Linked DNA regions of Mus musculus: regions 1 and 3 are each linked to region 2. The links are chromatin contacts, called in public HiChIP or PLAC-seq and promoter capture Hi-C maps. All regions are on one chromosome and are shown on one strand. The core of a region is the stretch at or near the end of the contact, and the rest is flanking DNA. Distances in the headings are between cores, read along the strand shown. Region 1 overlaps Rftn2 (raftlin family member 2). Region 2 holds the start of Satb2 (special AT-rich sequence binding protein 2). Region 3 overlaps Plcl1 (phospholipase C-like 1).

Region 1 (4,765 bases), core at 1,871-4,370, 1.8 Mb before region 2:
GTTCACCCACCACTGTGAAGAGGAAACACAATTTTGAGATAAAAATTGTATCACTTTATTGTGTGTCTGTATGAGTGTGTGTGTGTGTATGTGTGTGTGTGTGAGTGTGTGTGTAGGGTCTGAGGACAGCTCTGTGGGGCTGGCTCCTTCCACCCTTTATGTGTTCTGGGATTGAACTCAACCTCAAAGCTTGCAAGGCCAGTATTCACCGTACCTCTCCCAGCCAGAAGTCCCTAAGACAGTTTTTATAAAGATGAAGAATTGTGCAAGACTCTTTAATATATTAATTTGAGGCAACATTATGGCCATTTTCATTCTTCATTGCAGAGACTCAAAGCAGCTGTGCTGGTTTGAATGCCCATGGCCCTCCTAGGCTAACACATTTGCATGCTTAGTCTTCAGTTGATCACCTAGGAAGGATTAGGTGTGGCTTTGTTGGTGTAGGGGTGTCACTGCCAGAGGGCAGTGTTTCTTCTTCTGCCTTCCGCCTGCAGCTCCAGCCCCAGCACTGCCACTGCCTGTGTTCCATCACGTGATAATCGTAAGCAACTCCCTAATTAAATGGTTTCTCTTTTAAAGAGTTGCCTTGGTCATGGTGTCTCTTCACAACACCTAAGTTAGAACAGTAACTAAGACAACAGTTTTCTTGTGGAGCTAACGCAGGGCCTTGCACAGGTGCTGTGCCACTGAACTATGTACTCAACCCAAAAGGTCCTTCAGACCCCGTTTTGCTTGTTAAAGAAAGCATAGCTTCAATCCCAAGAATCCCAGGGGAAACGTTGCCAATATGTCTATTTAATTTATGAGAACTTGGCATTGTAGTGCTTTCTTCTACTATGAAAGTTTTAGGATGCAGGCAGGCTAAGCTCCAGCTACCATTTTTTTTTTTTTTTAAGGTTTATTTATTTTATTTACATGAGTACACTGTAGCTATCTTCAGAAACACCAGAAGAGGGCATTAGATCCCATTACAGATGGTTGTAAGCCACCGTGTGGTTTCTGGGAATTGAATTCAGGACCTCTGGACGAGAAGTCAGTGCTCTTAACCTCTGAGCCATCTCTCCAGCCCCTCCAGCTGCTATTCTTAATGAGAACACAGGTACCTGGAAGAACTCTTGAGAGAGGTTGCCTAGACTGGGCCAGTTTGCTTAGGCTAATTGCTGATCCTTATCTTCTGGTGGTTCCTGTAGGAGTTGCCAGGACACCCAGCTTTAATGGGCGTTCCTTGGATCTCTCTCGACTTTCCCTTTCTCGATCACACCCTCCCTTGGTATTTATTTGCCTCCAAAGAGTAAAGACAACGTTGGGGGTGGGGGCTGTTCTGGCTCTCTCTCTCTCTCTCTCTCTCTCTCTCTCTCTCTTCTTGAGATTGGGCTGGAGAGATGGCTCAGCGGTTAAGAGCACCGACTGCTCTTCTGAAGGTCCTGAGTTAAAATGCCAGCAACCACGTGGTGGCTCACAACCATCTGTAATGTGATCTGATGCCCTCTTCTAGGTGTCTGAAGACAGCTACAATGTACTTACATATAATAAATAAATCTTAAAAAAAAAGATTAAAGAAAGTCATCATTCTTAACTGTCTCTGAGGTGACTTTTCTCAAGCGCTCTGCTTACCTTAGCTTCAGCCGGGACAGCACCGCCCTGTACAGGTGACTTGCTGGAAGGTGCTTCCGCTGCCCCACAGGTTGTATAACTGGGTGAATGGCCCCAACAACATAGCCCTTAAGATAATAGTCTTCCACTTTGGCAACTATATCCAGGACTGAATTTATCTTGATGACGTCTGGATTTGTTGAAGCTGAGATACCAAGAATGAAGAGAAAATTTCACATTGGTAATATTGAATTCTACCTTATTTCTATCAGTATGTGATAATATTAGTGAATAGGAGAGACAGCCAGCCACATGGCTTAATTTTGAGTAAGACACACTAACATGTGTTATATATTTCCTATTTCAAGTGAGATTAAATGTGTTCAGGGTAGTATGACTGTAGACTAATCCTGTTTTAGACAATAGCTAAAGGTGATTGACCCAACTGATGGATACACAATGTTGCCAATATGTCCAGAACCAGACGGCCTCACATGTTCCTTTACTATGAAGGGTTTTATCTAAGTGACTATATTGCCTTTAAAAGATATCAATGATGTACATCAAAATGATAATTTAAAGAGCCAATAGTTTTTAGGACTAGGATGAGATGCATGATTTCTTTTTATTATTTTTAGTAGCATTAGTATTCTCTTTTTGTTTTTTCTCTTTGTAGCCCTGGCTGTTCAGGAACTTGCTCTGTAAACCAGGCTGGCCTTGAACTCATAGAGATCTGACTGCCTCTGCCTCCTGAGTTCTGGGATTAAAGGAAGAGATGCATGATTTCTTAAAGATACAGTTTCTATAAGTTTAAAACCTAAAAAGGGGAGAAATTTTATTTCTTAGACAGAAATCATTAAAGAAAAGAACAGAACTAGACATAGATGAAATTTAAAAGCAAAACTGCCATGTAGGCCAGGTGGTGGTGGTGCACGCCTTTAATCCCAGCACTTGGGAGGCAGAGGCAGGCGGATTTCTGAGTTTGAGGCCAGCCTGGTCTACAGAGTGAGTTCCAGGACAGCCAGGGCTATACAGAGAAACCCTGTCTTAAAAAACCAAACCAACCAACCAACCAACCAACCAAACAAACAAACAAAACAAAACAAAAACCAAAATAAACTAAAAAAGCCCCTGCCATGTAATTGAAGTCTCCACCCCCCTACTGCACCCCCCCCCCCAAACTCTCTAAGAACGTACTTGTGTTGACTACAGGATTAAAAGCAAAGCCAGTACGCAGCTGGAGAGCCTGTCTCCACAGTTCTAGAGGTATTCATTTAAATAGCTCCATTCTCTGTTTAATACTTCTCATTTTATGGAGGACAATAAGGATAATTATCCAGAAAGAGACCTGGAGCTGATTAGTAAGAAAACATGCAATTCATTGCAAGTAAGGGCTGGGCTGGCTTTTCACGGGCTAGTGGAGTCCAGCGCAGAACTGTTGCTGATTGCCTGAGCACAGGAAGAAGGTTAAGGCGCAGATGAGGAAGAAGGGTCAGAGGAAGTCTCCACGCCCTCACACTAACACTCACGTGATGGAACAGTTCCACAGCAGTGAGCACTCACCCCAGCTTCTCAAACGAAAACGAGGCACTCCACAGAGAGTCATGCCGATACATTTCCTTCCGTTTTAGTCCCTCTTGGATGTCAACTAATATCCTACCATCTAAAATATTTTCTTCATCATGATGAATAGACATGAGAACAAAGGACAGTCCTGACCTTTGAAGAAGCACCTGGTCTCCGAGTACACACCCAGCCCAGTCTGTCTGTCTGTCTGTCTGTCTGTCTGTCTGTCTGTGTGGCAGGCTTCCTGACCCATCTGGCTTCACTCTTGTTTTAAACATTTGGTCTACAAACCCTGACTTTTGTTTTTGTTTTTTTTTTTAAGAAAGCAGCTGAGGAACAACAATGTGGAACAAATTCTTAGGACCAGAGAATGAAATGTAATGGGAACTTATCTTTAGAACTAGGTGACAATTGTACATCATTTTAAAGAAAACTATAGCCATGTAATGGCTCCCATGGCAATAGGGCAGGAAGCGGAGAAGTTAGCGTGGCCTGCAGGATCTCCAGGCCTCCTGCCAGCCTCCCTCTTGTGCACTTCACTTTGACATGGGACAGTTCAGAGTTCTGAACCTGTCTGTCACTCTGTCTCACCACAATAAGCCTTCTCTGTCCCCAACCCCACGTTACTTATTCCTTCCTCTACTGTGTACACTGCTGTATTACAGTTACTTGTTTATAAGCTTCTCTGGGCTGTTTAATGGGAACTCCCTGTGATGGTTTGTATATGTCCAGCCCAGGGAGGAGCACTATTAGAAGGTGTGGCCTTGTTGGAATAGGTGGGCTTTAAGACCCTCATCCTAGCTGCCTGGAAGTCAATATTCTGCTAGCAGCCTTCAGATGAAGACAGAACTCTCAGCTCCTCCTGCACCTTCCTACCTGGACAATGCCATGCTCCAACCTTGATGATAATGGACTGAACCTCTGAACCCGTAAGCCAGCCCCAATTAAATGTTGTTTTTTATAAGAGTTGCCTTGGTCATGGTGTCTGTTCACAGCAGTAAAATCCTAACTAAGACACTCCCTAAGGGTACCTGCTGCGACTTCCCTCAATGATGGGTCATGACTGCAAGTATAAGATGAAATAAACCCACTTCTTTCTAGGTTGTTTTTAATCATGGTATTTACTATATCAACGGGATGACAAACTAGGACAGGATTTGGTGAAGAGCAATAGTGTGACTTCCATCCAAAGACTTTACTGAGCTGGCCTTGTCTCTGGCTGGCTTGGTAGGAGTCACTATTAGGTGTGTATGTAAATGCATGTGTGTGTATATGTGTGTGTACACATGCATATGTGGATATTGGTGTGTATATGCATGTGTATATGTGTATGTATGTGCGTCTGTGTGTGTGTGTGAGTGCATGTGTGTGTAGACCAGGGGTCTTGTTGTCAATCTCCATCTCAAATTCAAAAGCTTTGTGGAGAACTTCTTTTCATGTCGTCCCTCCACCTGAATATTTTCAACAGAGTTGGTGTTGACTGTTAGGTATTCAAACCTAATTGTTCGCACTGTGAGGCGGGCAGCGCAGGACACACTGAGCAAGGACTTTTCAACTGCACTCAGAGTGGAGTAATCACAAATCTATGACAGGCCCAGCCTTTGAG
Region 2 (4,789 bases), core at 695-3,194:
CTGTGACACAGACCTGCCAACACCTCAGCACAGAGTGGCAAAGTGCCCAAAAAATGCCACCCTCTGGGTAAACCACTTTCTTGTTTTAACTCGAGATGAAGCTACTACCAGTTGCGGAGAGGCAACTAGGGCACTATTTGGCAACCTGGATTTGACTTCCTGTAATCCTACACCGAAACAGCGCCTAATCAACCTGAACCCTGACACCCAGGCCATTATCACTGGGCCTCCGCTGCGCGCACCTCCCAGCTCCGGGCTGTTACCTCCCACGGCCTTGGCCACGGCGCCGTTGGGCCTCCCGCGGGCTCCCATGGGGCTGCCGTTCTGCTCCAGCCGGGCCACCTTCACCGGGGGAGGCCCCTTGACGTCGGGGCTGCCGCTTCTTCGGTCGGGGCTGTCCCGAAGACACGGGCTCTCGCTCCGCCGCTCCATGCTGCTCCGATTTGGAGACAAAGTTCCCACCGGCAGGTCGCAATAAAACGCGCAGGGACCTAGGGAGGGGGCGGAGGGGAGGAAAGGGGGAGGGAAAAAAAAAAGAGGGAAAACCGCTCACACACGTGATAGACGATCAGGCCAGTGGCAGAGCACTGCACCGCAGCCACACAAACTTCCTCCCACGCTGCAGAAGGGTACCGAAGGGTCCCGGGAAAGCAAGTCCCAACCAAACAAACACTGGAGGTCCCAAAGCTGCCCAGAACTTGAGGTACTAAGACCTGCTCTGTCTCAGGTCCCAAGAGTTAGCCCTCAGTTGTGTGGACAGAGTCGGACCTCGAAGCCTTTAAGCAGTACCCCATTCATTGCGGGCAGCGCTGGCATTATCCTCTCTTTGATAAAGAGCCACCACCACCATAAGCCCCACTTGGGGTGTCAGGGTTTTGAAAGGAGCGTACTTATGGGCGAGAGGTCCCACCAGGCCAGGGAGGGAGCAAGGACTTACACGGGTCCTTAAGCAAATTAATTGCTTGATAAATGCGCTGTGGATGGCCAAGCTGGATCAATGGATCCATGGAATCCCCACCTTTTACCTTTATGGACCAAGTACACTTGTGTACACAAACACACACCTTTGCACACAAAAAAATTAACTATAATTTCACGTGAGCGAGCATCCCAAAACACTCTGAGATTTGGAAAGGCTACCCTCCATCCCAGGATCACAATTATTATTTGGGAGCATTCTTATCTTCATCGTATCCTGGATGTGGTTGTTGTTTTTTAAGCCATTAAGCGTACAACATAAGAGAAAGAAATCTTGATTCTTAGGTACAGGAGCAGGCTTCATTAATCCTAATTTCTAAATCTGGAAAGTTTTTCTCGAGGTCCCTAGGCGAGCAGTGCTCCATACTCTTCAATTTTGGAGGAGTGACCCGGAAGAAGGGAAAACACCTGATGAAACGGCGCCCACATTGTCACTGAAACCCATGAAAGGAACCCCTAATACACCAGGGGCTCTGAGAATCCTCTAAGAGCGCTTTGGACGCGGGAGAAGCCTAGTCGCCACGAGTCCAGACGAGGTGGTGGTGGGGGACAGAGAGGAGTTAAGAAGAATGCGAAAGATGTAGGGAGTGCTCGGAGGGGTTGCCAGTGAAGGCTCCACCGCACTTCCCGGCTTCGCCTAAGCGCGCGTGAGAGCCAGAGCCCCAGAACAGCCGGGGAACTTAGCGCGCCCAGGGCTTCCCGAACTACAGGCGCCGCGTGGGAGCCCTCGCCCAGCGTACTTACTGCTCACGGTCTGTCTGAAACTTGGCTGGCTGGGGCTCTGTCCATGGAGCAAAAGTAGAGAATCCAGGGTGGAAAGTTTTTGGTGAATTGTAGTGTTGTCCTAGTCTTCCTTTCTCTTTCCTCCTTCCCCTTTCCTTTTCCTCTTCCCCGGTCCTAGCGTTTAAGGTCCTGGGTCAGGGTGTCTTCTTCTGGTTCGGAGATGGTTGTTATGATGATGGGGGCGGGGGGCAGTGAGGGAGGAGGAGGAGAGGGAAAGGAGGACTCCTCCAAAGGGGCACCAGAGCGAGCGGGGGAGGGGACGGCGGAGGAGGGGGGGGGGAGAGGGGGCTGAAAGAGCCTTTCACACCTTCGGGTAGAAGACCGGTTCTGGAGAGAAAGGGCTGAGGACTGGGAGGCTGCGGCGGCTGCTGGCTCCTACAGCCGCTAGCTCCAGAGGAGGCGCGGCCAGAGTCGCGGGGACGTTGCCACCAAGAGCGGGGAAGGTGCGGAGACCCCGGACCGCGCGCAAGAGAAAACGCGGCGGCCGCACAAGCTGTCACCTCCAACCTCTCCCCTCGCGGCTGCCTCTGCCAGAAGCCAGAGCCGGACTCACTGACAAGCCGCAGAGAGAAAGACACTGAGAGGGAGATGATTATTAGTTGCGTTGAGTCATCAGGCAAAGTGAGTCCTTTTGGGTTGTCCTCGGTTTCCGATTTCTCCCCCTCCCCCTTTCGGTCCCCAGATCTAGCGCCTTCAAAATAATAATTTGGGGTGGGGGTAGGGGATGTCTCTGGGTTATTTCGGGATGGGAATGGGGGGGACGGATCTAAACCCAAGCCAGACTGGTCCACCGCAATGAAGGAGGGGAGTGGGGGGCGGGGAGGAGGGCTGGGGAGGTTGCGGGGGGAGGGGGGCCCCGCCTGGCAGGAAATTAAACATCAATCAATCAATCGCTGTGAGCACGGCGACCCAAGGAGCCGGGCTGCGGAGGAGGCACAGGGATAGGCGAGGGGGTGGGAGTCAGGGAAAAAGGAGGAAGGGGGGAGTCGGAGGTGGGAGCGGGGTGGCAAGGACCTCATGCACCGGGCGACGAAGGACGGATGGCTGAGGACTGAGTGTGGCGCGAGGCGGTGGCCACGGCCGACGAATGGGTGCGTCTAAGCGCTGACGAACGCCAGGGCCCAGGGTCTGGTCCTCCTCCTTGTAGCAAGTCCAGGGCGCAGCCGCCTCGCCCAGCCCCTAGGCGCACTCGTCCCGGCGCGCAGGCTGCGGCGACTAGGCGGGCGCTCCGTGTCGCGGCTCGCCGCAGAGGCGCAGGCTGGCGCTCGGGAGGCGGCAGAGGCTGCCTCGTCTCCGGGCTCTGTTAATTGCGCCGCCGAGTACTTTCGACTTTGGAGATAGGAGGGCGATCGCCTCCCCCACCCACCGCCTCCGCCCACCACCCACCGCCTCCGCCCCTCGGAGCAACTTTTCTCGGTGCGAGCGAGCTCCCCATCTGCTCGGAGCCGACCGGCCCGGCCCGAAGCGCTCCCGGCCGCGTTTGGGGAAGGCCACTTCTCCCTCAAATCCCGTGCGGCCGCGGGTCCGGAACAATAGCCCGGGTGTCCCGAACGCCTGGAGCGAGACTCCGCCCGTCCGGCTGGCTGTGGGTCCGGCACTGGAGAAAGGGTTGCTCCGTGGGCACAAGGCAGGCTGCATCCCTGCCACTCTCGCCACGCGGGCTACGTTGCGAGCGGCGCAGCCCGAGCTGCCCGGAGGCCAGAACACTGTGCCGGCCGGGGCGCTGAAGCTGCGCGCCCCTCGGGTTGCAGCACTGGGGCTCCCGAAGACCCTCAGCGGCTGAGGACCGAGTTCGGCGCGAGCAGAGCTGAGCCGTGGGGACCTAGCCTCTCCGCCCCGAGCGAGGCCGCGCCGATGAGTCCCTAGCTGGTCCTTCTAAGGCTTAGGAGCCACAAACTTTTGCGGACTCCCGCGGCCCTAGCCTTTCGGCTCGCGCAGCTTTACTTGTTTAAGGTGGCGCGGTGACTGCCCGCCAAAACCCCGCTGCCGGCCGCGCTTTTGTCTTGGCCATTCGGCATGGGCGCGGACCTCCTTAAAAAAAAAAAAAAAATAGCACGTGGGCAGGGGCCGCGGCCCCGGCGAGGTGCCTGCCGCGTCCGGCTTCTGTCAGCCCCTGGAACCTCAAAGGAGAAAATATGAACCAGTCCTCTCCGGCCTTCCGGCCAGAGATGCCCCTTGAGCCGGCGGCATCTCTTGTCCCTTCTGTGCACCGGGGCTTTCCCTCCAGTTCCCCAGGACCCCAAGGACTCGGCTTCCACCGGTTGCCTGAGCCACTAGTCCCCCTTAAGAAGTATTGACTGTACGGCGGCGCCAGAGGGCCAAACTAAATTCGGTTTCGGGAAACGCGCTCGAGGCAATTCTCTAAATCCTGGCCTTGAGCTGGGCCAGTGGAGATTGAATCTGAGAGTAGCGCTGGAGACTGGGCTGCTGTCCACTTGCTTGGTAGCCTACCCCCTTGACCCCACAACGCCCCAAGAGTCGCAAACCCACGGCCAGGGAAGCCTAAGGGCTTCTAAAAGAAAGAGGGTCCCCGAAACGAAACCTGTCCCTGGCCTAAATCTCGGTGCCCAGACCTCGGTGAGTCCCACTCAAAGGAGCCGCCCACCAACTTCACCAGAAGCCCCAGGCGGCAAGGGGAGCCCTGCCGAGCCGAGTCGAGCCTGGCAGGGTAGTAATCCTCCAGAGAGCCACCGCAGTTTTAGGAAGCCTTTTTCTTTTCCCTGTTTTTTTCTTCCCCCAAATTCCGTGCTCCCACGAACATGCCCAGCCAAAGGGGCTAAAGAAAATTCCAAGCCCGTGAAAGCAAAGTGGCTCAAGTAAAATCAGCCCTTGAAGGTAGCTGAAAGGTTGTTTTTTGGTTTTTGGTTTTTTTTTTTTTTTTTTAAAGCAATGAAAGAAAGAAACTGTAAGTTTGATTTACAAACTTTAAAAAAGAACAATGTTATAGCATATCGAAATGAAAAGGGGTGTTTCAAAAACTTAGCTATCGCTGTCAAACTAAGCCTGCTTTTTAAATTGGAAATGCATA
Region 3 (4,754 bases), core at 494-2,993, 1.5 Mb before region 2:
ACAGAGTTTCCTTAAACTGTGACTTTTAGTCAGTGGAATATGGTGACTCACAGGGGCTGTTTTCTGTTCTTTATGTAGACAAATCTCTATGTTTTTATTATCCTAGGCTAACAAATGTGTTATTTGTAAAGTGGAGCATAAAATGTAACTTTGCTAACTTTTATGTCTGACATGACAGCCCTTCATAACTTGGGACTGAGTCATGTAGGCCGTGCTTAGAGATGGATAGAGAAAAGCTTGTCATGCTGATCTCAGCTGTGCTGTAATAATTGTGGTTGGAAAATCTATTCTAATTTGGAAGTAAATAGATCTTTGGAAAACAATCAGTGTTTCGGTGATATTCATATTAATGATGTTTTATTTAGTGAAGCAGCTTGCAAGAGATTCGCGGGTTCATTGGCTGATGTTGCTTTGTAATGGTGTCAACATTACATAGACACCTTCCTTATGCTGAAGTCTCTCAATGATCAAAATTACCTTTGAGTTCAAACTAAAATTTAGTGACACTAAAAAAGAAATGCTTAAAACATTTTGTTTATGCCCTTTATATTTTTAAATTGAACATTAAAATGTCAAGTTTCAAGTTTTCTTTTCTTTTTTATTTCAATATATATCTTTGATTAAATAAAATGGTATTTAACAGAGGCTTCAAAATTCTTAGTGCTTGGATGATTATACTTTAAAAATCAAGTACAGACAAAAATATTCATTCACGCTAATTTAGAAGTTTGAAGATTTATTTTTATGTGTGTGTGCTTGCCTGAGTTTATTTTTACCACATGCATGCAGTGTCCTTGGAAGCCAGAAGAGGGCATTGGAACCCCTGTAACTAGAGTTGGAGGTGGTTGTGAGCCACTACATGGGTGCTGGTTGTCCAACCCAAGTCTTCTACAAGAGCAATATGTGCTCTTAACTGTGAGTGATTATTCTGGTCCCTAAGGTGGAAGTTTAGATAAAATCTTGTTAAAATTCACAGGATTGTCATGTCCTGGAACTTTATTTAAAAATCCACATTGTGATGTTAAATGTGTATGTATGGGCAGAGAGTGAATTTGCTGTGACCAGTTTTATAAGTATGTGCATAGCTTCATCATTAAATATTCTAACCATCTCCAATTGTGTAAAAGCAGCTACTGAAAACATTCATGTCCTTTGAAGAAACATCAAGAACAGATGGGAACAGAGAGTCTTTGACTATCCTGAAACAGTTCTACAAATAGTTACGACTTCCTTTCAAAAGTTAGAAATTCTATTAAATCTATTTCCATTCTTCACAAGGGCTGCTAGCTGACTGTGTAATGACATGCCACGCAGCACAAAGCATGACCTCTGATGCTACTGCTATGGTGTGCTTGCTTAGTAGAGGAAGGAAAAGTAGCTAGTATTAGGAGAAGTGCTACACTTGGGTTGCCAGATGAAGTACAGGACGCAGAGTGAAACTTACATTTCATTTAAACAACACATAGTAGTTTAGTGTATGCCTCGTACAACTACTGTTCACTGTTTAAATAAAATTTAAATTTAACCAGTTATCCTATACTTCTGGTGAGTCTGCTGGCCCTCACCCTTTGCGGTTAGGTAGATAGTAAGTAACGGTGAAGGAATAGTTTTTTTTTTTTTCTGATGTATCAGAAACTCTCCTTAAAGTTCCTCAGGAATCAAATTGTGTCTTACTCACCCAGCTAATGAGTCATTTCTGGAGCTGACATTTGAATCTAGTCAGCCCCAAGAGCTCTGCTTTGATGTTGAAGTACCACAACTGCTGATTTCAAGTTCTGCTCTGAGCCAAAGTAGCAAACCATCCTGTGACTGGCATAAAGAGATGGAGACCAATGCAATAGAAGACTCAGAAGTAAACCTTTGCAGCCTCGGCCCCTGGATTGCCCACAAAGTTCCCAAAGCATGGTGGCAGGTCGCCTGGGTATCCATATGCAAAAAAAGTAAAACTAGATCTATAGTTCTCACTCTGCATAAAAAGCAATAATATAAAACGTATTGTTTTCTTAATGTAAAACTTGAAACTTTAGGATGGCTAGAGGAAAACGAAGGAAAAACACTTGAAGATGTAGGCATGGGCACAGTTTTGGAATGTTACTCTAGCTGTTCAGGAAATGATAACAAATTTATAATCAGGATTCCATGAAATTGGAAAAGCTTCTGCACAGCAAATGAAACAATTGCCAGAGAAACTCGACAGCCTACGGAACAGAAGAAAACGCCTTGCCAGCGTTTTAATCAATTGGAGGTTAAAAATCCATATTATATAAAAAAATTAAAAAGTAAAAAGCCATCCAAAAACTCAGTCAATAAATGGGCAAATAGATCAGACAGTTGCCAAAAGAAGAAGTACAAATTACCCATAAGTACAAAAAAAAAAAAAAAAAAAAAAACAAATCAACATCTTTAACCATCAAGGAAATACAAGCCGAAAGGACATGAAGATTCGTCTTGCTCTATTCAGAATGGTGATTACCAATGATACAACAAAAGCTGGACAGGATGTACAGAGCATGGTGATGGAACCCATGTTCACTGCTGGTGGCAATGTAAATTAGTTCAGCTACCGTGGGAGTCGGTAAGGTGATTTCACAAAAACCCGGAAATGGATCTGCCATATGATCCAGTTATACCACTCCTGTACATACACTGCAAGGAATCTACAGAGACACCAGGGTATCCTCTGCACTGTTATGGAATTAGCCTAGGTGCCCATCAACAGATGAATGAATAAAGACAGTGTATACACACACACACACACACACACAGTGGAGTGTTATTTGGTAACATTACTTGGCATGAAATTATGTAACTTTCAGGAAATTGGATGAAATTGGAGACTGGTTAACGTGAGTTAAGGGAAATAAACCAGGAATAGAAAGACAGATACTATCATTCCTTTTCATATGAGATCTGGATTAGAGAATGCATCCGTGAAAAGCAAAAGGTGAAGGTTTGAGAAGAGTCAGGGAGCAGCAGGAGGGAAGAGGGAGATAGATAGGAGAAGGTAATGAACGTGCGAGAACATGATCCAAGGCCATTGGAAACAAGTAAATAACATAAAAACAGCTAAAAATAAGAACAGTGCTCTCAAATGGTTCCTCATATACTGGGGTTTGTATTGTAAAAGTACAATCAATTCTATGTTCTATGTTCTCCAATATTCTTTACTATACTGGAGTTTTACATTCTAAAAATCATCAAATACATTTAAATTTTGCATTAAATAATTCATTTAGTAAACAATTGATTTTTTTTTCTTTTTTTATAGTCTGTTACTTTCTCTTTTTGGTTTTGTTCTTCCTCCTCTCCCATTGTCCTTCCCAGTTCTGCTGTCCTCCCTTGATGGATCTCTTCTGCCCAGATTGCTGCCTTCTCCTCTCCATGTGTTCTGGTCCTTCCTCCCCACCACGTTAAGATCTCATTCTCTGCTCTTATGGTCACATTTCTACACTTGCAACCACTTCACACTGAATATCCATTCACACATATGAAAGAAAACATATGGTATTTGTCTCTCTGAGCTCTGCTTATTTTAACATAACGAAGTTGGTTTAATTTAGCCTAAACCAGTCTCAGACTCACTAAGGTGACTTGACCTCCTGACCTCCCTTTCTCTAACTCTCGAGTGCTGGGATCAGTCATCTAGGACTATACCTAGCAACTTTGATTTCTTTATGGCTGGAGAGTTTCCTTTTGTTTTTGGCACCAGTCTCCACTGTGTATGTAACACTGGCTAGCCTGGGTCTCTTTGTATACCAGGTTGACCTCAAACTCACAGAGGTCTAAGTGTTTGGGATTAAAGGAGGATGCTGCCAGGCCTGGCCCTAATTTGAGAAAGTTTGAAGCACATGTAGATTTTTGATGTTCTATTTCAAGAGTCATTCATTAGTTTTGCTAGATGTTTTTGTTCGCTGCATATTCTGGCAGTGACTTCTTTTTAATTTTCTTGGTAAGGATGAATCAGTTTATACCTGGGGGGAGCTGTATCTTTTCAGTCTGCTTGATTTGTGGATTGAGTAGTTTCTGTCCCACCTCCTGTTGATGTCAATCATCCAGGACTTTGTGTGGCATGGACTATAGTTTTTTCCATGAGTACAGTGGTTTCCATTAATTTAATTAAATAAACGATAACTGTCTTTAATGATAATGTAGTTTTTACATGTGAAATATTGAAGTAATTCCAGTTACCATAATAATTATTCTTAGTTTTCTTTTGCATTATACATTTTTGTTTCAAAATGTTTATTAATGGGCTAGCAAGTTGGCTCAGTAGGTAAAGTTTCTTTTCAATCCTCATGATATGAGTTTAATCAGATTCCAGGACCCATGTGGTGAAGGAGAGACTCAACACTTACCAGTTGTCCTGTGAGCACCACACACATGCTGAGGCACACACGTGCTTCACTCCCCAATAAATAAACAAATGTAATAAAAGTTCATTATTTTAATGTAATAATATAAAATGAAAATATTTGAATAAAAAAATCAAGTTTTCTTTAAAAAATACCCACTATGATAATCATGTAATTGAAATAAAGATGTTTTTAAAGACTTCTGTATTCTCTAGTAAATTTACAAAATTTGTAAAAAGTCAACTAAATGTGTAGCACTGAAGGCCATTTATTAAGTCGCAGTAAAATACAATAACAAAATTTGCTAACTTTCATTTCTAAGTATACCTCAGCTATTCCTAGTGGCCAAGCCCAGAGCCTGTTTCATTTTGAGCCGACTCTGCATCTGTTAGTAATTCCTCA

What was found. Promoter capture Hi-C pulls out the DNA fragments that hold promoters and counts their contacts. HiChIP or PLAC-seq counts read pairs in DNA pulled down with a chosen protein or histone mark.
Region 1: a promoter capture Hi-C map of liver shows a contact between it and region 2, with 5 times the contacts expected there. The contact joins the enhancer-like site here to the promoter of Satb2 in region 2. A contact is called at or near these places in 7 of 39 promoter capture datasets (the C10 cell line, embryonic stem cells, liver and 2 more), 1 of 484 Hi-C or Micro-C datasets (adipose-derived mesenchymal stem cells), 2 of 115 datasets of contacts at active chromatin or transcription factors (embryonic stem cells and trophoblast stem cells) and 1 of 9 other capture datasets (embryonic stem cells).
Region 3: a contact with region 2 is called in an H3K27ac HiChIP or PLAC-seq map of microglia, with 6 times the contacts expected there. The contact joins the enhancer-like site here to the promoter of Satb2 in region 2. A contact is called at or near these places in 1 of 39 promoter capture datasets (hippocampal neurons), 5 of 115 datasets of contacts at active chromatin or transcription factors (acute myeloid leukemia, astrocytes, embryonic hindbrain and 2 more) and 1 of 9 other capture datasets (macrophages).

Annotation. Positions count from the first base shown.
Region 1 is chr1:55,212,506-55,217,270 of GRCm38.p6, forward strand. Rftn2 (raftlin family member 2) reads right to left here. Exons shown (of 9, transcript NM_028713.1): 2 at 1,615-1,798. Among named protein-coding and RNA genes, the nearest start is that of Gm10561, 12 kb to the right of the region's middle. Within about 2 kb of position 3,121, at least 112 of the 459 cell types and tissues checked have an H3K27ac peak or open chromatin away from gene starts, as enhancers often do.
Region 2 is chr1:56,969,390-56,974,178 of GRCm38.p6, forward strand. Satb2 (special AT-rich sequence binding protein 2) reads right to left here and starts at 1,945. Exons shown (of 11, transcript NM_139146.2): 1 at 1,723-1,945; 2 at 264-491. The coding sequence starts at 432. It overlaps 9130024F11Rik (RIKEN cDNA 9130024F11 gene), which reads left to right and starts at 2,080. Exons shown (of 2, transcript NR_024326.1): 1 at 2,080-2,382.
Region 3 is chr1:55,429,103-55,433,856 of GRCm38.p6, forward strand. All of the region lies in intron 1 of Plcl1 (phospholipase C-like 1), which reads left to right. Among named protein-coding and RNA genes, the nearest start is that of Plcl1, 26 kb to the left of the region's middle. Within about 2 kb of position 1,744, at least 19 of the 459 cell types and tissues checked have an H3K27ac peak or open chromatin away from gene starts, as enhancers often do. A contact at or near this core is called in microglia, where this site is marked.